Regions from separate parts of the Ovis aries genome. Here region 2 is linked to region 1. Evidence: chromatin contacts called from public Hi-C data. All regions are on one chromosome and are shown on one strand. Each heading gives the region's core, a stretch centred on a gene start, on an enhancer-like site or on the middle of the called end of the contact. The rest is flanking DNA. Distances are from core to core; before and after follow the strand shown. Region 1 overlaps LOC121818580 (a long non-coding RNA gene). Region 2 has its middle 71 kb from the start of TNFSF15.

Region 1 (3,212 bases), core at 268-2,767:
CCTTCTAGATCCTTCCTGTTTCCTTTCGCTTCCCAGTGACTCAATTTTGCTTCTGTTTAACCCATAGGTAGGCAGGCTTAGTTGCTAAGTTGTGTCCGACTCTTGCGACCCCCATGGACTGTAACCTGTCAGGCTCCCCCGTCCATGGGATTTCCCAGGCAAGAATACTGGAGTGGGTTGCTATTTCCCTCTCCAAGGGATCTTCCCAAGCTAGGGATTGAACCTAGGGGTCCTGCACAGCAGGCAGATTCTTTACCAATGGAGCCACCGGGGAAGTATAAACCCCCACAAATCTCTCTGCAGAAAAGTAAGACAGAAGATAACTAAAACAAAAAAGCGCACCCCAGCTCCCAACATGGGCTTCTCTAGTTTGAAAATAATACCTGATTTCTCTCCCTCAAATTCACCGTCTTTAAATGAGTGATGATGCCAAAAATAATATCATCGAACACTTGAAACAGCTCTGGATATATGCCAAGTACTACTGTAAGTGCTTCTCGGGCAGAAACATGTGTGACTTTCACACACACACACAAACCCTAGGAGATAAATAACGCCAGTATGTCCATTATCCAGAGGAGGAAACTGAGATACAGAAACACTAGGTAACTTCAAAACCACACTCTTGAGGCGGTGGTTTCCTTAAAGCAATTAGGATTAAAATGGAACACTTTAACTTAGAACCTCATCACCCAGGAATCATGACGATGGCTGCCCTCTGTATCTACATTTCCACATTCCCAGATTCAGCCAACCACGGATCCAGCAGCACATATTTATTGGAAAAAAAATCCCTGTATACAGGAGGTGAACAGTTCAAACTCCTGTTGTTCAAAGGTCAGCTGGACCCTTGATACACTGCCAAGGCTGGCCAGGGAGCCGGCCCATACTGTAGACCCTGGTTTTAAGGGTAAAGAAGAACGTCTTTCCCCTACCACTCAAGCTTACTCTGAGGAACTGCAGAACCCAGCTGTACAAACAACGAAAGAGGTTGCTGGTTGTAACTGAGTCAGAAGGGAAGAAAGTCCGCACACATAAGGGCCCGCGACCTACTGTTTTCTCTGTCTCCCAGGCCGACACATTATTCTGCAGGCTCTTCCTGACTTGAGGCCTGTCTCCCAGCGTGGGGTATTGAGACAGGGATCTCGAGGTCCTTGAGAAAGGAACACCTGAGCTGGCCTACAGAGCACTGACCGCTCTCATCTGGGGCTTGGAAATCTATGGTCACTAGATGGCAGGGTCCTGCTCTTCTGCATTACAGAATTCTAGGGGCCACTTCAGGCCACTTCCCCTTTGGACCAAGACTCAAAAAGAGACTCTTTCCTGTCTTAAAATCCGATTACCTTCAGAATTTCAAAATGACCTACAGGATAGAAATGTGTCTTCACTGAGGTGTGTACATAAGTCGTCACTTCTCCCAACCTTGAATGACATCACTGGTGTGGTTACATTGAGGCAGACAAACCCAGAGATGGGAAAGTGCCCTTCAAATGACAAAGCAGAACTAGAAGTACGTCTTGTCCTTCCCCAAGAGACTCCTGCCCGCCTGGCACTGTCTGTGGAAATAACACCGGACCTTCAGTCTCCTCCTGAGTTCCCACTTCCTCCTGCCTGGTTAGTTTTTGCTAGGTGCTTGCCTCGCCTGCGTTCCTGACTCTGACATTTCCTACCCCAATATCTGGCAGTCAATCAAAGCTTTAGCACTCCGTTGGCACCTTCTCCCTGGACCAGCACTGACATTTGACCCCTAGTTTTCTGTAAAGATGAAGAAGGAAATGGCAACCCACTCCAGTATCCCATGGGCAGAGGAGCCTGGTGGGCTACAATCCATAGGGTCGCAAAGAGTTGGACGCGACTGAAGCAACTTAGCACACGCACACACTTCTGTAAAGAGGGCTTCCCAGGCAGTGCTGCTAGTGGTAAAGAACCCATCTGCAAATGCAGGAGACATAAGAGGCATGGTTTCAGTCCCTGCATCAGGAAGATCCCCTGGAAGAGGGCACAGCAACCCGCTCCAGTAGTCTTGCCGGGAAAACCCCATGGGTGGAGGAGCCTGGTGGGTTACAGTTCAGAGGGTCGCAAAGAGTCAGACACGACTGAAGGGATTTAGCCCACATGTGCTTTTGTAACCACCCCAACCCAAGCCTGGTGCAGGTCTTGTGTGAACCTGTCCCAACACCCAGACGACCTATCTAGGCTAGTAGGTTTTCAGCTCCACTGGCCAGTCTGCCAGAGAAGGGTCTGGGAGGGAAAATGGGGAGTGGAGTAATCACACCTTCAGATAGAATGCAAGGAAAGCCCCTTTCGAGAAGGTGACTTTTGAACCTAGGCCATAGAGTGAGCAGGTCATGGGCGGAGTGGAAGGCCCCGAGTGAGAAGCAGCTTGCCGAGCTGCTCCCGCAGACTCTGCCTGTATCCGACATCCTCCGGCTATCAGGGTGGCTGCAGTGGGCTGCTGTCCCTCAAGCACGTGCCTCTAAGTCTCCCCACCCTCTGCCTCAGGGCTTTCTTCAGAACCTGGGAAGCCTCCTGGGGTCTAACTCAGGGATGTTTCCAAAGTGGGAAGTGGGACTGCCCTGAGAAGCTCTGACATCCCAAGCGGGATTAAGAGAGCGCTACAACCTCTCCTTCCCCGGGACAATTTGGAGGCGTGACTGGCAAGGCTTCTCACAGGAGCCCTGGTGGGATAGAGCCACAGCTGCCCAGCGCAAGAACTGCAGACCAGAGCCCGCGCTGGTCCTCCCTGCCACATCCTGCCCACGCCCTCACGCCTGCATCCCGGGACCAGCTGCAGAGCTCTCCTCTCAGGCTCAGCCTCAGGCCTGCCAGACTGAGGCGGTGAAGCTCAGGGTGGCTGTAATGAGGAGCAGGAGGGCCATCTCAGACTGGGTCCGTGAGCTTGGCACAAGCTGGCCCGTGAAAGGGCCGTGGGGAGGCTCTAGATTTCAGGCTGAGCTGCCCGGTGGTCAGGACAGAGGAGCTCCGCCTGAGAATCAGCCCACCAGCCGTGGTGGCTGGGAGGTCCCGCCTTGACTGGATCCTCTGAGAAGCCCGCTGAGATGCAGGGAAGGAATTGGGGCAGACAGGGAGGGGACACTGAGGCAAAAGTCCGCTTGTTGAAATGGGGCCACCCGGGAAGCCACAAGGTAACGTTCTGACTCAGCCCTTCTACAAGTGCCCAGAACGTGTGTCTCTAGCATGTTGGACATGGC
Region 2 (3,212 bases), core at 349-2,848, 280 kb after region 1:
CTGAATCCATACTCACAGAAAACTAGTCAATCTAATCACACAGACCACAGCCTTGTCTAACTCTTCCATGGTGGTAGAAAACAAAAGCATTACAAAGGCAGTAAGAAACATCAGGAATAGCCCTCTTCTCCTGAAATCCTCTCAGGACTGGGAGTAGACCCAAACTCCAGCCTAATCTCATTCTGCTGGAGTCCAGGCTTTGAGAAGCCTGGGTTTAATTGGGCAAGTATGAGTACATGAGAGGTAATGATCCAAGTCCCGCAGGACCAGTTGAGATAAGGTATATGCCCTGCACATAGAAGCAGCTCAGTCAGTGGTAATCCCCGCAGTGGGACCCAGCCCCAAACACCATAAGCGCCAAGCAGTGGTGGCAGTTGGTTTTTTCCTAGAAAAGCCCCCACAGTGGGACTGGTCAGGATTCTGGCTTCATACATTTCAGATTCCTGTTCTCAGCGCTCCTGGAGAGTCTGAGAGTTTCCTAAAACCCTTTCAAAAATTCCTTTGCTACTTAAATGAGCCCGAGTAGATTCTGCCATCTACAACTTAGAACCAGGACCACGAGAGCTCCTGTTGGCTGCTAGTTTTAGTCTAAATCTCCAAAGTGAAAAGAGAAAGTGAGAGCCGCTCAGTTGTGTCCGACTCTTCGTGACCCCGTGGACTATAGAGTCCATGAAATCTTCTAGGTCAGAACACTGGAGTGGGTAGCCTTTCCCTTCTCCAGGGGATCTTCCCAACCCAGGGATCAAACCCGGGTCTCCCTCATTGCAGGCAGATCCTTTACCAGCTGAGCCGCCAGGGAAGCCCAAAATCTCCAAAGGAGAGCTTTATTGAAAAGAAGCTCTGGTCTACATGCTGTTCAGCTCCTATCCCAATTCTATCGAATACAGATTCAAACTCTGCCCTAGTCAATACCTGTGTAAATTGTCCTTTCATAAACCCGTTAGAAACAGAGGCAGTCTGTTGAAGCCCAGTGAAAGATGACCAAAGGAATGAGTGGGGAGGAGGAGATGAGGTCCGAGGCCACCACTGGAAATCCAAGTAGCCTGAGACCCATCGTTTCACTACTGTGAGCCTGGGTTCCCCAGCCTGCGAAATGGGAGGACAGCATCTGGCACAGGGAACTGATGTGAGATCAAAAGAGCAGTAGATATGAAGATCCCTTGTCTAACTGTAGCTCTAAGGAACAACTTAAATAGTGTCCTTTCCCATCTCTCTCCCACAAAAGGCAGGCACTGGATCTTCGCGATCAGGTCTCTCAGACTGGGGGAGGGGGAGGCGGGGGTGGGAGGAGGGGCTGCAGGGCCAAAACATGGGTCATATCGCCCTCTGGTGGATTTAAATGGAAAGGATATGGTTTTCAAATGGGCGACAAAGCTACAAAAACAGAACTCACCGAATCCTAAAATTCCAGAAGTGAAAGGGATCTTTGAGACCACTGAATCTAACATGCCCATTTAAATATGGGACAATAATAAAATTCCGAGAGGAAAAATTCCTTTCCTGAGGTCTTACCAAGAACAAAGCTCAGAGCCAGGGCCAGGCCCCAGCCCCTAATGCACATTCAAAGCGAGAACATTCTCTCTGACAGAAACACAGAAACCCTGAGTGGTCAGGGTCCGCATGACCTTGAACTCTCGGCACAGCTCAACGATGTTGTCAGCAAGTAGCACTTTAGTTGAACTCTGCCCAAGATTGGGTAATTTCCCCACCCAGTTTTATTGTCCAAAAGTTGTCACTTCTTTTTAAAACCTACCATGTCAATGTTTTGATTTCAGTACAAACAGACCAAGCTATAGCTATGGCAACTTCTTAGAAACTTAGAAAATATTCTCAAGCATGACTGGGTAATTCTAAGAGAAAAGAACAACAGAATGTCTAACTTCTCCAGGAACTACAGAAACCTTTTTTTTTTCCAGACCAATCTCTCCCATAGGTGGTTATCTATGAAGATTGAACAGTCCAAAGAAATTAAACACAAATTACCTTCACCTTAACACAACTGCCAGCCTAAGTCTGACTCATATAAGTCCCCACATTCTTCAGTTCAGTTCAGTTCAGTCACTCAGTCGTGTCCGACTCTTTGGGTCCCCATGAACCGCAGCACACCAGGCCTCCCTGTGCGTCACCAACTACCGGAGTTCACTCAAACCCATGTCCATCAAGTGGATGATACCATCCAGCCATCTCATCCTCTGTCATCCCTTCTCCTCCTGCCCTCAATCTTTCCCAGCATCAGGGTCTTTTCCAGTCAGCTCTTCCCATCTGGTGGCCAAAGTATTGGACTTTCAGCTTCAGCATCAGTCCTTCCCATGAACACCCAGGACTGATCTCCTTTAGGATGGACTGGGTGGATCTCCTTGCAGTCCAAGGGACTCTCAAGAGTCTTCTCCAACATCACAGTTCAAAAGCATCAATTCTTCAGCACTCAGCTTTCTTTATAGTCCAACTCTTACATCCATACATGACCACTGGAAAAACCACAGTCAAGCCTTGACTAGACGGACCTTTGTTGACAAAGTAATGTCTCTGCTTTTTAATATGCTGTCTAGGTTGGTCATAACTTTCCTTCCAAGAAGTAAGCGTCTTTTAATTTCATGGCTGCAATCACCATCTGCAGTGATTTTGGAGCCCAGAAAAATAAAGTCAGCCACTGTTTCCACTGTTTCCCCATCCATTTGCCATGTAATGATGGGACCGGATGCCATGATCTTAGTTTTCTGAAAGCTGAGTCCTAAAGCCAACTTTTTCACTCTTCTCTTTCACTTTCATCAAGAGGCCCTTTAGTTCTTCTTCACTTTCTGCCTTAACGTTGGTGTCATCTGCATTTCTGACGTTATTGATATTTCTCCCAGTGTTCTAATGGTGCCCAATTAGCCATCTTAATAAATGCTAAAAATATGCAGGCCGTGTTGGATCTTTGCCATGGAGAAGCATTCCATTGAAGGCAATTCTTAGAAGTCTCTCTCTCTCTTTGTTTTTTTAACCTCTAAATCCCTTTGGGATCTGAAGACTTTGTTGAAGACAGGGCTCAAATAAGCCCCCAGAGCTCTGTTCCCAGAGAGAGCAAGTGGGTCTTTGAATGACTCACCCACCCCTACCCCCAGCAGTCTCATGGGTAGCAAGGGAGCTTGGCCAGCAAGTCCTGTCAGTCTTTCAGGGTTAGGGAGAGAATCTAGTGGACTTCATCCCAGATCACACATTTTAATCCCCCA

What was found. A called contact is a pair of places that touch in the nucleus more often than the background predicts.
Region 2: a contact with region 1 is called in a Hi-C map of liver, with 6 times the contacts expected there. The contact joins two enhancer-like sites. A contact is called at or near these places in 12 of 16 Hi-C or Micro-C datasets (blood, hypothalamus, liver and 5 more).

Annotation. Positions count from the first base shown.
Region 1 is chr2:8,774,099-8,777,310 of ARS-UI_Ramb_v3.0, forward strand. All of the region lies in intron 2 of LOC121818580 (a long non-coding RNA gene), which reads right to left. Among named protein-coding and RNA genes, the nearest start is that of TNFSF8, 81 kb to the right of the region's middle. Within about 2 kb of position 1,518, at least 2 of the 54 cell types and tissues checked have an H3K27ac peak or open chromatin away from gene starts, as enhancers often do. A contact at or near this core is called in liver, where this site is marked.
Region 2 is chr2:9,056,148-9,059,359 of ARS-UI_Ramb_v3.0, forward strand. No RefSeq gene overlaps it. Among named protein-coding and RNA genes, the nearest start is that of TNFSF15, 71 kb to the left of the region's middle. Within about 2 kb of position 1,599, at least 4 of the 54 cell types and tissues checked have an H3K27ac peak or open chromatin away from gene starts, as enhancers often do. A contact at or near this core is called in liver, where this site is marked.